Regions from separate parts of the Sus scrofa genome. Here region 1 is linked to region 2. Evidence: chromatin contacts called from public Hi-C data. All regions are on one chromosome and are shown on one strand. The core of a region is the stretch at or near the end of the contact, and the rest is flanking DNA. Distances in the headings are between cores, read along the strand shown. Region 1 overlaps VPS18 (vacuolar protein sorting-associated protein 18 homolog). Region 2 overlaps INO80 (DNA helicase INO80).

Region 1 (5,483 bases), core at 2,296-4,795, 150 kb before region 2:
TTGCGGGTTCGGTCCCTGCCCTTGCTCAGTGGGTTAACGATCCGGCGTTGCCGTGAGCTGTGGTGTAGGTTGCAGACGCGGCTCGGATCCCGCGTTGCTGTGGCTCTGGCGTAGGCTGGTAGCTATAGCTCCGATTCAACCCCTAGCCTGGGAACCTCCATATGCCGCGGGAGCGGCCCAAGAAATAGCAACAACAACAACAACAAAAAGGCAAAAGACAAAAAGACAAAAAAAAAAAGAAAAAATAAATAAATAAATAAATTGACTAAAGTTGCAGGCCCACCCTCATAAGTAGCGTTTGCAAAACTCTGATGCAGCAGGTCCATTACTGAGACAGGTTCCTTCCCAGCCCCCAGAAGCCCCACCTCGCTTGCTGCCAGGAATGCTGGGCATCCTCCTTGGGGCTCTTTCCAAAGCACCTGTCTTTCCCATAGGCTCTGTCTTGGGTGGAGATGGGGGCTTGACCCTAACACTCAGTCTCCCCACAGGTGGATGTGGACCTAGCCAAGCAGTGTGCTGACCTGCCCGAGGAAGATGAGGAGCTGCGCAAGAAACTGTGGCTGAAGATTGCCCGGCACGTAGTGCAGGAGGAGGAAGATGTGCAGACAGCCATGGCCTGCCTGGCCAGCTGCCCCCTGCTCAAGATTGAAGACGTGCTGCCTTTCTTCCCAGACTTCGTCACCATTGACCACTTCAAAGAAGCCATCTGCAGCTCACTCAAGGCCTACAACTACCACATCCAAGAGCTGCAGCAAGAGATGGAAGAGGCCACAGCCAGTGCCCAGCGCATCCGGCGAGATCTGCAGGAGCTGCGGGGCCGCTACGGCACTGTGGAACCCCAGGACAAATGTGCCACCTGCGACTTCCCCTTGCTTAACCGCCCTTTTTACCTCTTCCTCTGTGGCCACATGTTCCACGCTGACTGCCTTCTGCAGGCCGTGCGGCCTGGCCTGCCAGCCTACAAGCAGGCCCGGCTAGAGGAGCTGCAGCGGAAGCTGGGGGCTGTTCCACCCCCCTCCAAGGGCTCTGCCCGGGCTAAGGAGGCTGAGGCAGGGGTGGCTGCCTCCGGCCCCAGCCGGGAACAGCTCAAGGCCGACCTGGACGAACTGGTGGCTGCTGAGTGTGTGTACTGTGGGGAGCTGATGATCCGCTCTATTGACCGGCCCTTTATTGACCCCCAGTGCTATGAGGAGGAGCACCTCAGTTGGTTGTAGGCAGGCATCAGGCGGGCCAGCCATCGTGGGCTGTTCCTTCTTGGGAGGGCCACAGCGTCTGTGCTTGGTCTCCTGGAGACTGCTGGGCAGGGACTATGGTGGTGGGAGTAGATCACAGCTGTTGCCCTCAAGGTGTCAGCTCTGAGTGCATTCTGCCAACTGCCCATGCTCTTCCTCACGGCTGCCTTAGAGCTGATGTTTTGCCATGCTGTCAGCCTGCTTCCTAATAGAGAGCCTTAGCTTGGAGAAGTCAGAATTCTGATGCATTACCATCCCCCTGCATCTAACAGCTCTTTTTTCCCTTTTACTCCCTGCATATATCCTGTTCACCTTCTGTAACACTAACTACTGTTCTTCCTTTTCACTCTGTGGCTCTTCTTCCTCAGAAAATCCCTCTCTACTGTCTGCCCCTAGGTCCCTCTAAGTCCTGGGCATTGGGTGGGGGGAAGGTGGCACTGCTGGTGAGAGTGCTCTTGTGCATACCATCTGGGGCTCCAGTGTGAAGGGTGCTCTGGGGTAGAGGGCCTCACAGAAGACAGTATAAGATGGTGATGGGGATGGAGAGCATTAAACTGTCTGCACTGCACTGGTGGCTCTGTGTTGATGCTGGGCTCAGTGGCCTGGGAGTGTGGGCCTCTCTCCAGGAAGGGCTGGGGTGCCACAGGGCGGCCACGAGGACCCTGCATGCTTTCAAGCTGTGGCCCTCATTCCTTCTCGTGGAGATGTGACGGGACAGTTTTGCTCTTTTCTGCTTGCTTCTTGGTCCTCCACTCTATCCTTTCTGATTCGAGGCTTCACTTGGGAATCCAGGCCTGCCCTCCTAAGTCTCAGAGGGGGAACTGTTCTTCCCTTTGGCCAGCAGGTGGTGCTGCTCCCCACAGAACCCTTCAGACTCAGGCAGCTGGGGGCGCTGATTTCTCAAGTCACTTTCTCTAGTTCCTTGATCTGTTCCCACCTTAGTTGTCCCAAGAGTTTTCTTGAACCTCCACTGCCTGACCATTAATCTAAGCCCCTCATTCCTCCTCCCTCCCAAGGGCCTTATGCATGCTAGATTTTGCTCACCTCTTTTGCCAGCCTGAATCCCTGCTTTCCAACTCCACAGTTTTGATGCTGCCCTACCTACCGCTGGCATTTAACCATAATGTTGAGGTCCAGCATGGAGGTGAGACTGCCAGTACTGCCATCCATGGCATTTGGCAGAAATGTTTTCTTCCCACTGAGTTCCTGTGACCTGCCCCTCCCCGCCCCCAGCTTACACTTCTTTAGCTGTAGCTAGAGGCTAAGCCCTAGGGAGACGTGGAGCAGGGCCTTCCTGTGACATCAGCTGAGCACCCTTTGCTCCATGGACTGGTGTTCACAGTCCACTGCCCAGCTTAATGGGTGTGGTCTATCAGGCACCCAAACTGAAACAAAATAACAAGTGAGTGTTCTTGGAATCAGACTGAGGTCTCTTGTCCCTGCAGCCTAATCCTCTTCCAAGACTTTTTACTTCCATAGTCCTGGGAGAATCTTCCCCTGCTGATTCTTCCCCAGCCACTAGAACAGCAGGGTCTCTTCGCGGCCTTTGCCAAGGGAGAGGGCCTCAAGCTGCCCATTTTTGATGAGCCTCGAACTCATCTTCCCCCAGAAGCAAAAGTGGGAGCAAATGGGGGATAGAGTCCCACTGGGTGGGTGCAGGGCATCCTAATCCTGTTCCCTTTCCCCTGTTCCAGGAGGATCTGGAGGGCTCCTGGTCCCTTCCTCTCCCCATGCCTAGTAGAGGGCTCAAGGTTCTGTTCCCCACTGTCAGTACTGGGTATAAACCTTGGCCCACCACGGGGTTGGTTACTGGCTTAGAACAGCTTGGGGCCTCTGTCTTTGCACATAATGGGTGCCTACTACTTGTTAGTTAAACAAACACTGCCCTACTGCTCCCTCCTCCCAGAGGACTTGGCTAAGACAGCCTGGGACACCCCTGCCCCTTCTGTCTTCTCTTAAGCCTGCCCATCTGGTCCTAGGCCGCTTCCTCTTTCCTGGAAAAAAGCCCCAAGCTTCTCTGGTGCTGACAGAATGGGGTTCCGTTGAGTCAGGGCAACGGGAAGCTACAGCTCTTAGATCCCTGGAAACCAAGCAAGGCCCGGTGTCGAGGGGAGAGAGAAGGTCCTCAGGGCCTTGGCCCTAAGCCTGGGGGAGGGCCAGGAGGGGTGGGGTGGGGGAGCAGCTGCGTGGGCAGGGGCCAAGATGAATGAGCTGCTCCTGGAGCGGTCACTGGAAATAGGAGGAGTGGCCACAGGCAGTGACGCTGGGATCAGGGCAGGAGGCCTGTAAACAAGGAAGCCACCTGGGGGAGATGCAGGGCGGCCACTGGTCCTGGGGAGCAGGTGCTTCCTGAGGCCCGCCCTTGAGAGGGCCCTGGGGGGCCGCCCGGCCGAGTCGGCAGCAGCCACTAGGGGGCGCTGTCTACTGACTTCCCAAACCCACCCGCTCCATTCCCCTGCGCCAGGGGGAGTGGCCCCCGGAGGGTGTGCCTGCCCTTCTCCTGTCCCCAGGGCACCGAGGGCACCGACCCTGGCTCAGAGCCTGGTCAGCCTTAGTGTAAGCCCATTCACTCTGGGACCACCAACTCCGGCAGTTCCTGCACTACCCCCTCCCGCCCTGCCTGTGCCCCGGGGAGGCCGGGTGCAACGACCCCATTGGTTGGAGGGGGCTCTGAGGCCACCAGGCTCCAGGCGTCCCTTGGTGCTGCTCCCCTTGGCGCCAGGGAAACAAAAGGTTAGGGGGCCGAGAGGGAGTTATCTGGCCCCACCACTACGGGGGAGAGCGGGGGGGGGGGGTGGGGAACATGAGGGGCAGTCCTCCTCCCCACTCCCCCAGCTCTGCAGATTCTTCGAGACACTTTCACAGGCGGAAATTCCCAGAGGTCAGAGGAGGGAAACGGTTAATTCCTTTTATTCAATGGGTCCCCCCTACACGCCTCCCCCTAACTTCCTCCCTCCACTTCCCGCCCCCCCTTGTGTGAACAGGAAGTGGAGAGGAAAAGGTTCTGAGCAGAGCAGCTGGGAGCAGGAGGCAGGGAGCGGGCAGCAGGCTTGGTGCCAGCCCTGCCCCTCATGGTTACTTGTCGGAGAGCCATACCCACTGTGGCTTGGGAAAGAACCTGCAGCCCCGTTGGTGGGTGGCAGCAGAGCCAGGAAACAGCCTTGTGTCGGAGCCCCTTCCCTCAGCCTGCTTCCAGGTCAGAGGCTGTAGCCCTGAGGGTGCAAAGCGTCCTCTGCCCAAGACCCAGCTGTCCTTGCCACTGCAGCCCCACCCCCACTGCAGGCTGGGCATCCCTAGGCTGGCGGGCAGCTCTTCAGGCAGCCATCAGTCCTGGCACTGGCTCCAGCCACTCAGCCCCTTGGCCCTGCCAGTTCTTTGAAGCTCATGCAGCGCTTCCTGTTTGGGGCAGGCGATGCCAGGGCCCCTCCCCCACCATTGTTCTGTAGAGACCATAGGTCCATCTGTTGCCCCATGGTGGGGCCCCTAGGCAGTGCCACACGGGAGCAGCCCCACAAAGGACCCTGCTGGCAGCTTTGCTTATGTGGAGTGAGGCTGGGCCCTGCAGCAGGTTGAGGGTGGATGATGGTCAGAGGCAGGCCTGGGGTGGGCAGTGGGATAGAAGGAGGATGCTAGATAGTTCCAGTTCTTGGGCCACCCTCAGCTTTCTCCTCCCCCTAGAGCATGGAGCCCGCGACATTCAGGGAGCTATACGTGCTAAAGCCACCAGGAGAGAGACCTCATTCTTAGGCCCAGCTTCCAAAAGGGAAAACTGAAGCAGAAGGGCAAACTTTGGTCTAGGGATGGCCCATAAAAGGGGCACAAAGTGGGGTTCTTCTTCCAAAGGGATTAAGCCCCTAGTTTGCTGAATGTCCCCTATCGGGTGCTTTCCTCTTCCTGAGCAGATCTGCCTTTTCTCAGCTCACACCCTGAAGGAGTCCTTGAGCTGAGCTGTAGGAACCATGAGGTCCTGGAGGTTAGAGTGGCCCTGGGTTGGTGACCAGCAACTGATGTCCAGTGAGAACAAGCCCGGGCAGGCCTGGCAGAAAAGGAGAAAGGGGCATTGGTTTGGCCCCCAGGAAGGTGGGTGCTATGCCTGGTTTCCAGGCAGCCATGGCCAAAGGTCTATTTGTGTTTCCCAGGTGTAGAGGCAGGAGGCAGGTGCCGTCTCTCCAGGTCATCACCTCTGCCAAGGCCCAGTCTCATTGCTGTAATGTGGACCTGCTTCCTCCCACAGACTAGGAGCCCAGACAT
Region 2 (5,517 bases), core at 2,993-5,492:
TCCTGCGGCATATGTAGGTTCCCAGGCTAGCGGTCGAATCGGAGCTGTAGCTGCCAGCCTACACCAGAGCCACAGCAACGCGGGATCCGAGCCGCATCTGTAACCTACACCACAGCTCACGCCAACACAGGATCATTAACCCACTGAGCAAGGGCAGGGATCGAACCCGAAACCTCATGGTTCCTAGTTGGACTCGTTAACCACTGAGCCACAACAGGAACTCCATTTTTTTTTTTTTTTTTTGATATTTTCTATTAACAGCAGTACAATCAGGAGCTACAATTCATGTGGTCAATGCAGCAAATTATTCGAAATGGATTTTGGCTTTCTCACTTATAAAACATAAGGATGTACTATGCTCTCTTACTGCTACCATTAGTAACTTTGATAGGAAACGTATGCAAAGTTATTTTGAAAAAAAATGCAAGAAATTAAGTCATTAAGAGCAATTAAATAAAGACAACAAAAAAGTCAGAAAGTTTAAAGTGCAAGAGAATTTCTGTTGGGTTGATTTTTACCTTAAATTTTGGAACAAATCTAGTAAACTCCTGGTGCCAATTGTTAAGTGTAGAAGCAGGTGAAATTATTAAGAAAGGTCCCCAAATGTTCTCTCTCTGAAACAGAAAAAGTGGGTCAGCCAACTGCAGGAAAACTGAAAAAAATTTAATTCAAAATTATAGCTACAAGAGTAGTTTAAGAAACGGAAGTGCATTATAAGAAGAAAACTGGTTCCTCTCTCTCATATCTGTACACTCAATATTCTAACTTTAAAAAAAAATCCCATGTTAATAATAATGTAGGCAAGGAAGTTGCTTATACGCAACATGAGAAAAAATACCAAGCCTTACTCCCACCCTTCCACCTTTTATAGGTCCTAATTTACAGCACTCACAAAGCACTTATGACATATTAATATGTGTTCTTTCACATATTACACTAACTAAGTGATCACAACAATCTTACTATTATGCAATTGGTACAGAGCTTTTTGCTTTTTTCAAAATGCTTTCATGCATATCTTCTCATTTAATTCTCACAAAATTCACATTAGGAGATACTATCTCCACTTTGCCAAAGTAGAAACTAAACCTCAGAGAATTAAAGTGAAGTCAGATCAAAAGAGGTTAAGTGAATTGTCCAAGTTTACACTGCTAGTAAGCAGAGTTGAGATGTGAACCCAAGTCTTCTGATCCAACTAACTGCAGTGTTTTTGCCACTACACTGGTGGTTCTCAACAGAAGTGGGAGGGGGGAATGAAAACACACATGCTCAAAACTTGTCTTGGTCTTTTTGAAAACCAAAATGTTTCACCAAGGCCTCAAAAAGGCCTTGAAGGCAAACAGCAAGCCCTACAGAGTCTAGCAGTTCTTGGTAATGACTGATTCTCAACAGAAAATGACCCTAGGATCAAGAGAAAGGAAGATGAAAAGACTGTATGGAGCTACCTACCTCAGCCAGATGGGCCAGGAGGGCAATGCTCTGTACTGTTTTACCAAGGCCCATTTCATCTGCAAGAATGCCATTAATACCCTGGGAAAAAAAAAAATACACATGGTCAACAAGCTCTCACACTGCATTACACAGGGTTCAACTTACTGTCAGAAAGAACTAACCAAAATGTCAGATTTGTTCAAACAAAAGTGACTAGAGATACTCGGCTTCAGCACTATTACTCATTATTGTAATGATTCCTTTTGTCACCTCCTTAGCTACAACTCTGAATCCTGACATATGAGACAAACGGCCCAAAGCTAGTTCTTCTGCTAATCTAATCCAGGCAACAGGTTTACAAAAACCACTTAAGACAAGATATATACATGATACAAATATTCTCCAATAAAATATCCAGGTTAAAAATATAGAGACATCTTTCTGATTCCTGCCAAAGGAAAAAGGATGAAATCTAAAAGATTATATCTTGTTCTCATTTCACGATACACTGAACCAATGACTTTAGAGAAACAGATAACAAAAGAGAGTAGGTATGACACAGTTCTAAAATTCACCTGTTCATAGAGATTTGCCAACCAATTCATGCCTTTCAGTTGATAACCTTTTAATTTGCCATTAAAAATTGTAGGCTGTGGAATATCCTCCCCAGCCCGTATAGATGGGTTTGCGAGGCTATAACTCTCCCCAAACCCAGTGCCAGACTTGTTGGCTGCCCGTAGGGCAGCTGCTCGACTTTCTTTTGCATCTTCATCAAATGACCTTGTCTGCAAAATAAAAGTATATTGGAAGGAAAATAATTAAATTCAAGCAAAATTCACAATGACATTTTTAATCTATCTTAGTTGGAACAAACTTTCTAATATAATGTAATATATCATCTTATATAAAGCATAATATGGTTAACCCTTGAACAATATGGCTTTGAACTGTGTGTCAATTGATAGGTGAGGTTTTTTCACTAAATATGTACTACAGTACGACAAGATCCTACAGTTGGTTGAATTCATTGATGTGAAACCACAGATATGGAGGGCTAACTATAAATTTACATGCAGGAGCTCCCGACATAGCACAGCAGAAATGAATCTAAGAACCATGAGGTTGCCAGTTCGATCCCTGACCTCGCTCACTGGGTTAAGGATCTGGCATTGCCGTGAGCTCTGGTGTAGGTCACAGATGTGGCTTGGATCCCACATTGCTGTGGCTGAGGCATAGGCCAGCAGCTGTAGCTCCGATTTGACCCCTAGCCTGGGAACCTGTGGTTGCAGCCCTAAAAAGCAAAAAATAAATTTATATGCAGACTTCTGACTATAGAGTAGGTTGGCACCCCTAATTCCTAGAGTCCAAGGGTTAAGTGTACATTAAAGTATATTACTAATATTTTAAAATTAATTTAACTATTACATGCTTTTGACAGATATCAAGCCTTATTACACAATTACTTGTTTTGTCAAAAAATTTATTAAATATTTGATTTAAAATTCTTTAACTGGTTTGGGTTGGTAAGTAATAAGGTGAGTTTGTCTCTATTCTTGACTTGGACCCTGTCAAAGTTACACAGGGGCTCCTATATAATGTATTAAATTGTGTTCTCTTAGAGTTCCCCCTGTGGAACCGTGGGTTAAGAATCCAACTGCAGTGGCTCAGGTCACTACAAAGATGTAGGTCTGATCCCAGCCGGGTGCAGTGGGTTAAGGATCCGCCATTGTTACAGCTGTGGCACAGGTCTCCACTGCAGCTCAGATTCAATCGCTGACCTCAGAACTTCCATACGCCACTGGTGTGGCAAAAAAAAAAAAAAAAAAAATTGGGGAGTTCCCGTCGTGGCGCAGTGGTTAACGAATCCGACTAGGAACCATGAGGTTGCGGGTTCGGTCCCTGCCTTTGCTCAGTGGGTTAACGATCCGGCGTTGCCGTGAGCTGTGGTGTAGGTTGCAGACGCGGCTCGGATCCCGCGTTGCTGTGGCTCTGGTGTAGGCTGGCAGCTACAGCTCCGATTCGACCCCTAGCCTGGGAACCTCCATATGCCGCGGGAGCGGTCCAAGAAATAGCAACAACAACAACAACAAAAAAAAAAGACAAAAGATAAAAAAAAAAAAAAAATTGTATTTTCTTAATTTGATCCAACTGTAGTTTCTTCCTGATTGCATTAAATATCACTGTATCATGAATAAGCAAGTTATAGCTAAAGTGAAAGAAGGTATTAACTTAGCAGTTTTAAGGCACAATACAGCTTTCTTAAGAAGCAAGAGTGTAGCCTTTTTCACTAAATAAGCATGAAGCACTTCATACTGTATTAACCATGATTACTAAGGAGGACAAAAACCAGACAAACCATCTTAGCTTCAATCAACACATTCCTAAAACAAGTGAATGCTCGTTTCTCATCTTTTCTCAAGTATTCCTACATTATTTTAAAGTAAGTAGAGACATAGTCCCCACCCAACACGGACATATACACACATACACGTTCATCAATGTTTTCAATTGAAAATATGATTAAGACTAAAGGAAGACCAAGTAAAAGGCTGTGGGGTATTTCCTGGGCCCATTATAGTTCATTTTTAAAACTCACCCGAGCTTGATGAATATGGTAAGCATTTTCAGCATTCTTCAGGGCCTGGGCTTTGAAATGGTTACTATCTGAAAAGGAAAACATGTAGGTTATCGCACCTCATTAACTGATCTCCTTCAGAAATGTAATGTACACTAGCACATGTGGATGCCTGATGCCCACATTCTACTTGTCCCTAGGTTCACAGAAGGAAAGGGAGGAGAAAGCCTCAAATTACCTGACAGAGGTAAAGACCTACAAGTGGCAATGGAAGAAGAGGGCTGCCATGGTCTCTAGAAGTCAAAGCCAGGTCACAAAAACCAACAAAAGACTGAGCTCCAGTTTCCCAATCCTGCGTTTCATGAACAAAGCAATGCCAAAACTGTAATATATTTATACTGGATGAAACTATTCCAAGAGAAGAATAAAGAATGTATAAATCCAAGATATTCTGAAGCACTCTCATTTTCTCTTATTCAACATGATCTTAACAACTATTCTCTGTGAAATTCCTCTCAAACTTTACAATAATTCCTCCCTCTCTGTGTAGTCACACAAATACCAACACTAAACAGTCTCTTCTCATGTTTGACTCACATCACCAAGAATCCTGTTATACAAGAGATGATTTTCCCTGCTGAGATATATTCACTAAATTCTTCTGGATTGATACCTTTGTTGCTACTAACAAATCAAAACATAAGCTATTCCCAAATCTGCATGACCATATCACCACACCCTTTCCTTTTCAAATTATTTTTTTTCTTTTTTTGGCTGGCTGCAGCATGTGGAAATTCCCAGGCCAGGGATCAAACACGAGCCACAGCAGTGACAATTCCAAATCTTTAAACCTCTGAGCCACAAGGGAATGTTGAAATTCTTTAATAAAAATTATTTTATCTGCTTGTTATATAGAAATATTCACTTTCCTACTCCAAAAAATAAACCCACCTTTTTGATCAAAACTTGCAAGAATTGGAGTTCTCGCCGTGGCGCAGTGGTTAATGACTCCAACTAGGAACCATGAGGTTGCGGGTTCGATCCCTGCCCTTGCTCAGTGGGTTAACGATCCAGTGTTGCCGTGAGCTGTGATGTAGGTTGCAGACACGGCTCGGATTCCACGTTGCTATGGCTCTGGTGTAGGCCGGCTACAGCTCTGATTGGACCCCTAGCCTGGGAACCTCCATATGCCGCGGGAGCGGCCCAAGAAATGGCAAAAAGACAAAAAAAAAAAAAAAAAAAAACTTGCAAGAATTAATGATTAGTATAACCTGGGACAAGAAAATATTCCGGTTACCTCCTTCCTTTATCTCCTGATTTAGGACTCACCATAATCCTCTTGTGTGATGTTAACTACCACTCCTCCACCAATATCAATTTGTCTCTGCATAGAACTATCTTCCAGCTTCCTTAAGATTTCTTCCTGGATCCCATCATGACCCATGTCTCGTTTTCGACTCATGAAGTGGGCATACAGTTCTGTCTGGGTGATTAGGAAGTTCAGTTTTCGC

What was found. Hi-C and Micro-C count contacts between places; a contact is called where the count stands out from the background.
Region 1: a Hi-C map of subcutaneous adipose tissue shows a contact between it and region 2, with 2.3 times the contacts expected there. The contact joins two enhancer-like sites. A contact is called at or near these places in 3 of 47 Hi-C or Micro-C datasets (heart right ventricle, retroperitoneal adipose tissue and subcutaneous adipose tissue) and 1 of 2 datasets of contacts at active chromatin or transcription factors (skeletal muscle).

Annotation. Positions count from the first base shown.
Region 1 is chr1:130,405,438-130,410,920 of Sscrofa11.1, reverse strand. VPS18 (vacuolar protein sorting-associated protein 18 homolog) reads left to right here. Exons shown (of 6, transcript XM_001929361.4): 6 at 489-1,800. The coding sequence ends at 1,214. Among named protein-coding and RNA genes, the nearest start is that of VPS18, 12 kb to the left of the region's middle. Within about 2 kb of position 3,545, at least 35 of the 83 cell types and tissues checked have an H3K27ac peak or open chromatin away from gene starts, as enhancers often do. A contact at or near this core is called in retroperitoneal adipose tissue and subcutaneous adipose tissue, where this site is marked.
Region 2 is chr1:130,251,851-130,257,367 of Sscrofa11.1, reverse strand. INO80 (DNA helicase INO80) reads right to left here. Exons shown (of 36, transcript XM_003121588.5): 10 at 5,336-5,517; 11 at 4,028-4,095; 12 at 2,007-2,216; 13 at 1,450-1,530; 14 at 519-614. Among named protein-coding and RNA genes, the nearest start is that of INO80, 53 kb to the right of the region's middle. Within about 2 kb of position 4,242, at least 4 of the 83 cell types and tissues checked have an H3K27ac peak or open chromatin away from gene starts, as enhancers often do. A contact at or near this core is called in retroperitoneal adipose tissue and subcutaneous adipose tissue, where this site is marked.